Regions from separate parts of the Mus musculus genome. Here regions 1 and 2 are each linked to region 3. The links are chromatin contacts, called in public Hi-C and HiChIP or PLAC-seq maps. All regions are on one chromosome and are shown on one strand. Each heading gives the region's core, a stretch centred on a gene start, on an enhancer-like site or on the middle of the called end of the contact. The rest is flanking DNA. Distances are from core to core; before and after follow the strand shown. Region 1 overlaps Jade2 (jade family PHD finger 2). Region 2 holds the start of Hnrnpab (heterogeneous nuclear ribonucleoprotein A/B). Region 3 overlaps Ppp2ca (protein phosphatase 2 (formerly 2A), catalytic subunit, alpha isoform).

The links. Hi-C and Micro-C count contacts between places; a contact is called where the count stands out from the background. HiChIP or PLAC-seq counts read pairs in DNA pulled down with a chosen protein or histone mark.
Region 1: a contact with region 3 is called in a Hi-C map of bone marrow-derived macrophages, with 1.9 times the contacts expected there. The contact joins two enhancer-like sites. A contact is called at or near these places in 8 of 39 promoter capture datasets (the C10 cell line, the HPC-7 cell line, the SN4741 cell line and 5 more), 2 of 15 datasets of contacts at CTCF or cohesin (large pre-B cells and pro-B cells), 20 of 484 Hi-C or Micro-C datasets (the AML12 cell line, B cells, CD4 T cells and 13 more), 3 of 115 datasets of contacts at active chromatin or transcription factors (effector CD8 T cells, embryonic stem cells and memory CD8 T cells) and 3 of 9 other capture datasets (adipose tissue, embryonic stem cells and liver).
Region 2: an H3K4me3 HiChIP or PLAC-seq map of bone marrow-derived macrophages shows a contact between it and region 3, with 2.8 times the contacts expected there. The contact joins the promoter of Hnrnpab here to the enhancer-like site in region 3. A contact is called at or near these places in 1 of 39 promoter capture datasets (pre-B cells), 3 of 484 Hi-C or Micro-C datasets (CD8 T cells, embryonic stem cells and muscle stem cells), 2 of 115 datasets of contacts at active chromatin or transcription factors (bone marrow-derived macrophages and extraembryonic endoderm stem cells) and 1 of 9 other capture datasets (adipose tissue).

The regions. Positions count from the first base shown.
Region 1 is chr11:51,830,828-51,834,597 of GRCm38.p6, forward strand. Jade2 (jade family PHD finger 2) reads right to left here. Exons shown (of 13, transcript NM_001357588.2): 6 at 426-586. Among named protein-coding and RNA genes, the nearest start is that of Gm30110, 23 kb to the right of the region's middle. Within about 2 kb of position 1,829, at least 123 of the 459 cell types and tissues checked have an H3K27ac peak or open chromatin away from gene starts, as enhancers often do. A contact at or near this core is called in the HPC-7 cell line and bone marrow-derived macrophages, where this site is marked.
Region 2 is chr11:51,604,680-51,608,801 of GRCm38.p6, forward strand. Hnrnpab (heterogeneous nuclear ribonucleoprotein A/B) reads right to left here and starts at 2,202. Exons shown (of 8, transcript NM_001048061.1): 1 at 1,988-2,202; 2 at 1,661-1,907; 3 at 782-950; 4 at 1-138. The coding sequence starts at 1,884.
Region 3 is chr11:52,115,340-52,119,221 of GRCm38.p6, forward strand. Ppp2ca (protein phosphatase 2 (formerly 2A), catalytic subunit, alpha isoform) reads left to right here. Exons shown (of 7, transcript NM_019411.4): 3 at 2,648-2,821; 4 at 3,330-3,419; 5 at 3,804-3,882. It also overlaps the pseudogene Gm30631. Among named protein-coding and RNA genes, the nearest start is that of Mir3061, 9.5 kb to the right of the region's middle. Within about 2 kb of position 1,987, at least 9 of the 459 cell types and tissues checked have an H3K27ac peak or open chromatin away from gene starts, as enhancers often do. A contact at or near this core is called in the HPC-7 cell line and bone marrow-derived macrophages, where this site is marked.

The DNA.
Region 1 (3,770 bases), core at 579-3,078, 280 kb before region 3:
CTGCCATTACCACTCACACACATGTGTATACGATGTAGGGTGTGTCTGGGATACAGCTGGATCCATGAGGAATCTCCTGCTTGCATGCACTGTGTGGGTATCAACTATGTGCACACACAGATAACGGCTAAGCTGGTCTTTTCTGGGACATATCAATAGGCTTCATCTGAGAGATCCATGCCCATTAGCCCGATGCTTACGAATTATTCACATGACATCGAGTCCCGTGAATTACACGGTATTTTTCACCTCTACCTGACAGCTGTAGATACTTGGGAGGCAGAGGCAAGGAATCCCACACCTGTCGGTAAGGCTGTTGGGATGTGCCCCAGTCACAGCCACCGGGGGTATAGATACTGGAGGGGCCCGGAGGAAGATCCTCCCTGACATCTGCAACCAGGTGCCTGGTGAAGAGCGTCACCTACCCATCTCCTTGAGCTCCGAGTTGAGAAGTTCCAACCAGTACGCATCGATCTCATCCAGGTCGTAGCGGCTGCCTCCTGGCCAGTCAGGATGGGCACCCTCACCAAGTGTGGGGCTATCTGGGGACATCTGCGTGGGGGGGCCTTTCAGTGGTGGGAGGAGCCTGGGAAACAGAATGGTAGTGATAAAGAGAGAGGCCTTAGCTTGTCCTCCTCGGGCTGCCCAGCTGAAGAACTGGTTGCCCAAGGGTAAGATGGGTGTGAGATGCTGATGCCCGACCACGCCCATCCCCTCATATCCACCTCCATTCCCATTTCTTTCCTTGTTACCAGTCTGCCTTACAGACTCTATTAACTGTGGATCTTCAGGAACAGTACGTCCTAAGGGCTGTAAGGCAGAGTGAGGACCATGTGGGAATGACATGGGACCCTGGTTCACCACAGTAGCATCTGCTTTGCCCAGTTGGGGATTATTCCCAACCTGGACCAGCCCTGCCTGGTCTGCAGGAGGTGTCCCAAGTGCCATTCTGGTTAATGCCCTGTGCCAGCTACTCAGGGACAAGTGAGACAGAGCCAGCTGGATTCTAGACCCTTTGGCAATACCCCTCCAGGCTAAGACCAAAGATTGATTGCATGGCTTCATAATCTCTGGCCCTTCCTCACCAACAGCCTACAGGTCTTGAGTTGAAGTCTGGCTGCTTTCCCCAGGTGTTTCAGCTCCATGGGACTCTACTATAGAACCCTGGAGCGGGCTTTCTGGATTAGAGGTGCATGGTCACTGAGACATGCTGGCCACACACCTTGAACCTCCCCATGAACCACACAGGCATGGTGTTTCTTACTGCTTCAGCTTGCCTCTCCAAACTTCCAAGCTCCAACACTGTCTCAGATCCCATGCCAGATCAGTTTTCCCTTGGGACCAGGAAACCTGCTGCAGGCACCAAAGCTCCACCCTTGAATGTCTGTTCCCTCCAGTCCCCAGGAATACTACTAACATAATCTACCATAGGCATTTGGTGAGAGGATGGCAGGGATTAACAAAGAAAGCTCTTAGCCAAAGTGCTAGGCAGGTGGTGGTGGTGGAGGTGGTAGGCTGACTCTGTGTGTGTGTGTGTGTGTGTGTGTGTGTGTGTGTGTGTGTGTGTGTGTGTGTGAAGACTGCTAGATGTCAATCACCTTTCTACCCCCCCCGAAGTGGAAAATAAGGGGCACTTTGCCTCAGGTGGGTGGGGTCCTCCACACATCTGTGTGCTACCCGTCAGATTCTGAGGCCAGTTCAAAATGCCAGGCCTTCCCATACCCACTGGTTGCCATGGTTATTGTCTGGAGCCTGGCCTCCATCTGGCCAGCCCTGCCAGGCCTGAGAGGCCCCACACTTGCCCAGGAGGCCTCCTGGGGTCGGAGCCAGGGCTTGCCAAGGGCTGTGACTCAGCTCAGCCTGAGCAGGGGAGGGAGGGTTCAAGATGGCACAAAGGGCAAGGGCTGAGCTTCAGGGAGGGCCCCTGGCTTCAGGAAATGCCCTGGTGTCAGAAAGGGGACAGGAAGGATGCTGGGTACAGGGAGCCAGGGGTATAAGCAGAGAGAAAAGACTGTAGGCTTGGAAGTCATGAGGACAATGAGAAGGGGTCAAAGGCTAAAGGTTAGTGCCACCACCCACATGAGAAGAGTCATAGGTAACAATGATGGCAGGACCCTCCTCCCACGCCAAGTAAACTATCTCAAACAGAAGCCAACACCAAAGCCCTCAGTACAACCAAATGCTGCCTTTCCCAAGAAACTGTCACTTCAAATGAGCGTCTCTTAAAAGCACAGCCTGTAATTTTGTCACAATCCAGCTTTGTGTGCCCTAAACATACACTTAGTCAAGCGTTTGAGCATCCCTGTCTGAACAGCCACCTACTGCCAAATACCAGTCACACCTGCTTGCTTCACTGGTGTGGCCTGGCTGTCCCTTTGGGGAGCCAGAGCTGAGGGACACACACCAGAAAGAGCACTTCTCCCAGGCGCGAACTGACCTGACCCTAAGCCAACACCTCTTCCTCAGACACAGCAGACAGAATGAGCTGGACAGTGTGGAAGGAAAGCTCCTTCAAGACCTACAGGGGAGAGCAGAGGCTATCCCAGAGATGTAGACAGACGCCAGAGGTTTCTTTTGCCATGGACCAAGTCTAAAGGGACAGTGCAAATCCTCAGGGGCAGATTTTAGACCATGAGGTAAGCACAAGTGCCCAAAGGCCATTTGAGGCAGAGGAGTTGGGCTGGCATGGTGTCTGGGGGAAGAGTAGTCAGAGTATGCCTAATACTCTTACCCTAGGCCTCACAGGGACAGCCCAGGGTTTGTTCCTGTGGTCTGTCATTTCCTGGCCCAGCGGCCTACTAGGCCCCATAGGAAATTCCCCTGAATTTCCTGACTTCCTCATCTATAAAGTGGGGACAGTATTGTGTACCCTACAAGAATGGTCCCTGAAGAATGGCGAGAGGCGCTCAGTATCCCTCATGGTAGCTGCTACAAAGGCTTCCAGGAGGCTGTGCAGTGGGGAGGCACCCAGATTGGTGGGAAGCTGGAAAACAGGGGTGTGACGACCCCCTGAGTTTTAAAGTCTGAAAGGACACATTTGCCCATCTCAGCACGTCTGCTCTCAGTACAGGGAGGCTCTGCATGTCTACCTCATGCCAGCCACGCCCAGCCATGAGGACCCTGTGCATGTACTCTGTTAGTAGAATGATTGCCCAGCACAGGAAAAAGCTCTGCGGTCTATCCCAGCACCACGTAAACGGGATGTGACGGTCATCCTTGGATACACACCAAGTTCAAAACCAGCCTGGGACACATTAAAAAAAAAAAAAAAAAAAAAAAAGATAGCTACGAAACAACTGAACCGGATGAAGGATGCTGGAACCTCAGGCGGCCAGACAGCATGGTTCCTCTCCACGTCATCCGATAAAGAACCCTATACATGGTCTTAATGAAGTCAAGCCACCAGGGGAGGGGCAACTGCAATCAGTTGTCATGCTGCACATAGTGACAACTTGGCCTGAGAATTCTCACTTAACCCTGACTCCTACACCGTCAGGTGACCACTGGTATGAATAGCGTGGCGTTTCACAGAGGAGCAGGCTGCTTCAGAGACAAGGTCAGGGCACAAAACCCAGTAGGATCTTGACCCATGTTACAGGCCCCAGAAGGGGATCCATCTGTCATCATCCATCTGTCTATTATCCATCTGTCCATCATCCATCTATTCATCGTCCATCTGTCCATCCACCCATCCTGATTGTCAAAGGGCCTCAGATCTGTCCCAGAGTACCTAAGTTGGACTGAGCCTTCCTAACCTGCAAGCCTAGCAC
Region 2 (4,122 bases), core at 952-3,451, 510 kb before region 3:
TTCTCTGATCTTTTCCTCTGTGGCTTCAGGGTTTAGACCTCCCACAAAGATTTTCTTCACAGGGTCCTTCTTCATAGCCATAGCCTTTTTAGGGTCAATGACACGACCATCCAGCCTGTGCTCCTTCTGATCTAAGACCTGTGTAAAACAGAAATGTGTCAGGGTCTAAACACAAGTACATACCAAATGGGCTCAATTCTCTCTGGAGCTAAGCCAGACGGAGTTCCCAGCCCTATGTTCTTCCAAACCTCCCATACAGATAGATGATCATTTGAACACCTGTATCCCAGTCCTGAACAGTAGTCCCAACTTAAGACAAAGCAGCAGTGACAAAGAGCACATCTAGTGCTGAAATCCTCTCTACCCTATAAAGGCATGCACCTTCACTTTCTCTGAGATTTAGGATGCCATCCCTATGTACTTGGATTTAAATAACAACAAAAGCAAAAAAAAAAAAAAAAAAATCACACCTATCCTCATAGCAATCTCAGACTTTAATCCCTACAGTGCAGCATTTAACACCAAGCCCATGAATTGGCACAATAGAGTTAGTAAAGGAAGGCTGAAAAGGCAGCTCTCTAGTTCCTGCCCAGCTCCCTACCCTCCTGCAGGCTTCTCAGTAAGCTTTTTATAGTAGAATTGCAATCGCCCAGAATCACTCAATCTGTACTATCCCTCAAAACGACTCTAAGCTCACTCGTGGCAATCACCTCAACACTGCAATGCCTGAGTTCCTTAGGATTCAGAATCCTAGTAGATTGCTGTCAAATACCCAGCTTACCTTTTCCACACTAGAAGAATCTTTGAAGAGAATAAACCCAAACCCTCTTGATCGTCCAGTGTTGGGATCCATTTTTATTGTACAGTCAACAACCTCTCCAAACTTAGTAAAATAATCCTTTAAGTCTTTTTTGCTGGTATCCCAGCTCAGACCACCAACGAACATTTTTCTGCAAGTGAGAGACAAGACCACAAACCTTAGAAGCTGTAAAAGAATTCTGACACTTTTCCTGGCTGGGGAAGGGCTTATGGAGCCACAGTCCCATGGACCAGTCTGAGATGGTGCCCCCTTTCAAGTTAACCCTTGCGTCGCTCTGCAATCTCGACTCAACTGGAACTCACAGCTGAACGAGACTGTACAGCCACACACGGTACATACGGGACAAGAATGTGACCCATGACCCCTCACGAGTTTAAAATCAGCGTGCCCTGCACTCATGAATCTACTTGAGCTCACGGCCTCCCAAGTACCTGCCCCAAGGAACTCTGGGTTTCCCGGTGCCAAGACCGCCCCAGGGTTCAGGCTGGAACTCCGCCCCTCGACTCGCGGCAGGCTAGGCCCGGCCCGCTGCGCGCCAACTCCGCCTACGCAGCAGAGACGCAGCCCTCGCGGCCCGATTCGCGATCCGCCGCTTTTCCTCTTCCGGGGCCGCCCGCCCCGAGGCCCGAAGTAGCCCAAGCACCGCGCGAGCGGCCCAGATCGGCCTCACAGTCGACCCCGCAAACTCCTGCAAACTCCGAGGCGCGTAACCGCGCCCGGGCCAGGCGGCAAGCGCGCCAGGCAGGCACAGCTCCGCGGGCCGCCCGCCCCTCCCCCCGCCGCGTGGCGCCAACAAAAGACGGCCCCAGAACAAAGGCGGCGGCCCGCGGCCGCACCTACCCCGCGTCCTCCTCGTTCTTGCTGGCGTTGATCTGGTCGCCCTCCGCGCCGTTCTGGTTCCCGCTCGGTGCGGTCGTGGTCCCGCCCCCAGACCCGGCCGAGGCCGCGGGGGCCGCGGCAGCCGCGCTGGGCTCGACCGGGGCCTCGCCTTCGGGGGCGGCCTCGTGTCCGTTCTCGGTGGCGCCCGTCGTCTCCATGGGCTGCTCCTCAGCCGCGTCCGACATGGTCGGCCAGGCCGCAGCGGCTACTGCAACGAGCGGCGACAGCGCGTCAGGCCCCGCGGCGCTCCCCGAGCTCCCGCCCACCGCCCGCGGCCGGGCCGCTCACCTCGCCGCCGATGACGCCGCGAGGCCCTACTCGCCGCAGAAGGCGACGCGCGGGCTTGGCCGCGGTCACGCTCGCACCCCCGAGGGCTCGTCCGCAGCCACTGACTATCGCTCCGCTCGGCCGCCGCCGTACACTGCCGATAAAGAAGACCTTAACTCCGTCCCGCGCGGTGCCACCGCCTGACAATGCCAACTCGTGGAGCTCTTTATAATGCCGAAGCCGGGCACCACCTCGTAACAACGGATACTCTCATTGGGCAAAGCGAACCGCCACTCACCATTGTCCTAGCATCTTATTGGCTGCTTCTGCGCGCGCGCTCTAGATCCGGGCGGGCTTTGTCCTCATTTTAGAACGCGCGCGAGTCGGAGAACTGTCTACGGTTCCGGTCACCGGGCGAGCACGTCCAATGTCCCCAGCTGCCCGGGGTACACGGCAGTCTGTCATCCTATCCCTACATCCTATTCTACACTAGCAACCCCGGCCTCCCAAAAGAGGAGAATGAGCCGGAGGAAGTCCCCTAAATCCAAGGTCGCCCGGAGAAAGGAGCCTAATCTTGGAGTGCTCTAATCTACGGAGTGCTGCGGTCATCGGAGGCCTTCAGCACAGCCTGCTCCTAAACCTCGGCATCCTGAGATGCCAGGGCTCCTGCCCTCTTCAGTGAGCTAGCTGGGGCCATCCATGGAGGCCTGGCGCAGTGAACGTTGGACCGTAGTATTTCCAGTGTCTGCTTGACACCCATAGATACTTAATATCGCATTAGTGTTTAGCTTTGCCTTTAATTTTTATTTCTTTCCTTTGGTTCCGTTTTGTGTTTTTTGAGACCAAGTCTGGTATCCTCCGACTGGCCTTGAACTCTTGACCCTCCATTTTCACCCCCTCAGTGCTGGAATTATGTGCTGCACCACCACTGTGCCTAGCTTAATTTCACTGATTTTTAGATGATCCTAAATGGAAAAATTAAGAGTCTTTTCATGTAGCCCCAGGATATGATTACAGACATGTGTCACCCTGCCTAGTCTGACAACTTGCTTTTGGAAAAATAGCCCTGTTAAATGAGGTTATGGTAAAGAGGGGTAGTTTTCTTTTAAGCATTGACCATAAAACTTTAAAGGCCTGGGTTAGGCCATGATTCCTGTGTATGTGTGCATACGTTTGTGTTGAGTGTAAGTTCTATGCCCTGAGTGTGTAAATCAGACAAGGTATCAATCTTCACTTTCCATTTTGTTCTTTATAATTTTTTTTTCCTTTAAACAAACTAGCTGGCCCACAACTTCATTTTTAGACCTAGGCTGGTCTTGAAGTCACAGAAAACTGCCTGCCTGCCTTCTAAGTGCTGGAATTAAAGGTGTGAGTCATCCAATGGATGGATGGATATAGATAGATAGATAGATAGATAGAGATATATATAGATTTTTTTTTTTGAGACAGGGTTTCTCTGTATAGCCCTGGCTGTCCTGAAACTCACTTTGTAGACCAGGCTGGCCTCCAGGCAAATGGTCTCACAAGCTTTGGAGATTCTCTGTCTCCTCCCACATTGATGGAGTAAGCTGAAGTTAGATTTGTGCTCCCCTGTTCAGCTGTGGGCACTGGAGTCCTGAACTCAGGTCCTCATGCTTGTGCCCACGTGGCCCACTGAACCCTCTCCAGATCCAGAACCTCTTGCCTCTTGACTTTTTTTTTTTTTGGTTTTTCGAGACAGGGTTTCTCTGTGTAGCCTTGGCTGTCCTGGAACTCACTCTGTAGACCAGGCTGGCCTCGAACTTAGAAATCTGCCTGCCTCTGCCTCCCGAGTGCTGGGATTAAAGGCGTGCGCCATCACACCCTGCTTTTATTTTATTTTTGAGACAAGGTCTTTCTACACATCCCTGGCTGTCCTGGAATTCACTATGTAGGGAAAGGCTGGCTTTAAATTTACAGAGATCAGTGTGTCTCTGACTCCTGAGCACTGAAAGGTGAGAAAGTGAGTGTTTTTCAAGACAGGACGTCTCTGTGTAGTCCTGGTTGTCCTGGAACTCATTCTATAGTACGGGCTGACCTCAAAGTCACAGAGATTTTATTTATTTATTTATTTATTTATTTATTTATTTATTTATTTATTTATTTATGTTTGGACTGGGTCTCACTGTGTATCTCAT
Region 3 (3,882 bases), core at 737-3,236:
TTCTAGGTTAGCATTGGATGTATAAAACCTTGCCTCAAAAATTCATAAAAACCAAGAAAATTTAATGTATTAAAACTAAGATTTTCTATTCTTTAAAAAATGTAGCAAAGTTTATAAAAACAATTGTTCAAATTGTTGTATTCTTGGTGCTTCATATTGAACTCAGCCTCTTGCATGCTAGCACAGATTCATCACTGAGCTATAGCCTTACTTCAGATTTTAAACATTTTTGCAGTTGCTTGTTAATTTTGTGTAACACTGTGTGGGTACAAACATACCACTAAATATGTCTTGTAGTTAGTTATCTCCTTCCACCATATGGGTCCTAGAAATCAAACTGGCAGCTAACAGATAAAATGTAGCCATATTGTGTCTTATGACTTGGGCTATCTTGGGCCAGTGAGATGACATAGTGAGTAAAAGACAGTTACCACTAAACCCGATGACCCGAATTTGAGCACTGGAACCCACATGGATGAAATGAGAGGACACATACGTGCACTCACAATAAATGAAATGTAATTTTAAAATCAGACTTGGTGACAGGCACCTTTACTGTCAGTCATCTCATAAGATAGGTCTTATTTTTATTGTTGTTGTGTGGTGGTTCTGGGGAGTGTTGTTTGCGTTGTACAGTCTCTAAGCCAAGGCTACCCTCAAGTCCTCAAGTTGGTTGCAGTCTTTGGGGGAGGGGGCTTGAGACAGGATCAGGCTGTAAGAAACCTCAAACCCTGATCCTTCTGCTTCTCCCAAATACTAGGATTATAGACATGGACCAGCATGCCTAACCTTAGATAATCTAATTTTATTTGTTTGTTTATTTCTTGACATTAGTTCACATTTAATTATTACAGCCACTGACTGTAGTGGACTATTAACACACCTTCATTTACATTCTTTTTGGTTTTTCGAGACAGGGTTTCTCTGTGTAGCCCTGGCTGTCCTGGAACTCATTCTGTAGACCAGGCTGGCCTCGAACTCAGAAAACCACCTGCCTCTGCCTCCCGAGTGCTGGGACTAAAGGCTTGTGCCACCACGCCCGGCTTCATTTACATTCTTGATTAGAGTGATTATCACCTTTTTGGGTGTTCTGTGACAGTGGCTTGGAGCCTGTGCAAAGCACATGGAGGTCTGAAAATCTTTCAGTTACAAGTTGGCTAAAGCAAGCGTCCTTTCTAGTTCCTTTAGCTGCATATTGCCTTGGGTAATCATCATTGTATCCTCTTCTATGGCACTTTTGTTTCTTTTAAATTCTTTCCTGGCCCAGTCCTAAAGGTATTTTTAGTCAGAATCACTTGGAACTTGCCTAATCGCTCGCAAAATCTTTCTGTAGAGGAGGAGAACTTGCTGCCTTCTCATGAACTGCTTCAGCGTCAGGGCCGCAGGAGGCAAGCGGGAAGCCGCCCTGTTGCCTACCGATAATCTGATTTTAAATGGGCAAAGTACTGAAGGGCTACTTCATACTAGAGGGTACATGATGGCTACTTCATACTAGAGGATACATGATTAGTAAGGACATGGCTAGTTAACATCATTAGTTATTAGAAAAATCTTACGTTAAAGTCCCAAGTGCCAACTTCACGTCGGTTACTAAGACAGTGGCTGCAGTCCATACCAAGTGTCCTGTCAGGAATGTGAAACGAGCTTTAAGCTCTCACCTTACTCTCATCTCTAGCCCTCCTTCTCTCTCTTCCTTCTCCCCTCTCTCCACGTGGCCATGGCCGGCCGGCCTCTTTCTTTCTACCTTCTCTCTTTCTCTCTGCCTTTCTACAATAAAGCTCTAAAACCATTAAAAAAAAAAGGAATGTGAAATGAGTTTGCCACTTTAAAGAATTGGTGAAGTTACATATAAATCGATCATGTAGCCCAATAGCTACACTCTAGGAATATGTTCAAGAGAAAAGAAAGCATGTGAGCAGATGAGCTCAGTAACTAAGAAACAGGAAAACTGGAGCAGATACAGGAACCATGGGTTGTGGCCTGCCCTCCCCCGATGCTAGTGTGCAGCTGTGAAAGGAGCACACCCTCATCTGTGCTGTAGCATGGTGACTCAGGATAGCTCGCGCTCCGTGGGATATGCAGCACAAGAAACACTAAAATTTCTAGAAAAGTCATTCTCAAGACAGAAATAAATGAGTGGTTGTCCGGCTGGAAGAGTGGGGCCATTGCAGATCGGGAAGGAATCTTGGCAAGACTCTAAAACTGAGTTATGGTAATTGTTGCATAACTAAATTTAGTAAAGGTCAGAAAAAAGTATGATTTTTATTTCACACAAGATGGTGCAGGGGGTTTGGTCTTAATTGAGATATTGGTAAGCATTTTATAAACCTTTAATTAAAAATGCTTATAATCATCAGGCTGTGGTAGCCCATGCCTTTAATCTCAGAGCTCAAGAGGCAGAGGCAGGTGGATCTCCTTGAGCTGAAGAACAGCCAGGGCTACACAGAGAAACCCACCCTTGAGAAACAGCAACAGCAGTTTTAAAAAGTTTATCATCTAATTTCAGTTCATTGAAGTTTAGAGATGTGCACTCTCAGCCCCTCCTCCTCTCAGTTGGAACTCTGGATTTACCTATAGAAAGTTGTATGAAGTGTCTTGCTTTTTGTTTTTTTTGGAAAGAGCTGGCATCTGTTGTCGTTTTCTTTAGGTTCGTTACCGAGAGCGCATCACCATACTCCGAGGGAATCACGAGAGCAGACAGATCACACAGGTTTATGGGTTCTACGACGAGTGTTTAAGGAAATACGGAAATGCAAATGTTTGGAAATACTTCACAGACCTTTTTGACTATCTTCCTCTCACTGCCTTGGTGGATGGGCAGGTGTGTGTACCATAAAACTCACTTCTGGGTTTCTTCCTGTTTCCAATAATTGTTTTCTTGGTGTTTAGCAGGCAGTGATTTTCCATTTGGGGATACATTACTAAATACTGATAAGTTCTTTTCTAGGTGCTGAACTGTCAGGATAAGATCATGGGGTGGAAAATGTAACCTATTCAGCTTTGGGGGCTCTTTGTAGAGGGGTCTGGGAGATGGAAGGCATTGTTTACCAGTGTGAGGGGGACTGTCAGGCTCTGGAGGGACTGTGGGTAAGCTAGAAAAACACTCTTTAGAAGGAACCTCAGGGATGGTGGTTGGTCAGGAACAGGAATAGATACTGTACTCTGTAGTTGGTATTAGGTCGAACAATAGCCAGTTATTCAGGGTCCATCCTCATCGAAACAGAGCCTAGAACTGATGTAGCTAAATGGTGTCAGCTCCTGTCTAATGTGTAGTCCAAAGAGTTCAGTTTCTCTTAGGTGTAATTAGCACTTGTAATCAATCTTTTTAGATCTTCTGTCTACACGGTGGTCTGTCACCATCCATAGACACACTGGATCACATCCGAGCACTCGATCGCCTACAGGAAGTTCCTCATGAGGTATGGCTGACAAATTCTCAGACACTCCTTAGGAAAAACAAAAATCGTTTAGCTGTAGCATAATTTATCATATGTTCACTCGGGTTTCAAAATGAAATGACATGAGCTCCTTACCATTGCTCATTAGACGTTTAGAAGCCTTCCTGGTCGTCACCACTAGCCCATCTGTCTAATAATAAAACTCAGATACACGGGCAGATGGGGCAAGTTACTGAGTGCAGTGTGCCTTGTGGGAATTGATTTTCATTTCAGAGATACCTTTACTGCAAAAGTTCAGCACACATACTAAGAATGTGATTTTTGTAGAGTGTTGCTTCTGGTGAATTATCAAATGAAGAATTCCACATTTGGAAGTCAGTTTAATAACTTATACCTGCTTTTTAGGGTCCAATGTGTGACTTGCTGTGGTCAGATCCAGATGACCGTGGTGGCTGGGGGATATCTCCTCGGGGAGCTGGTTATA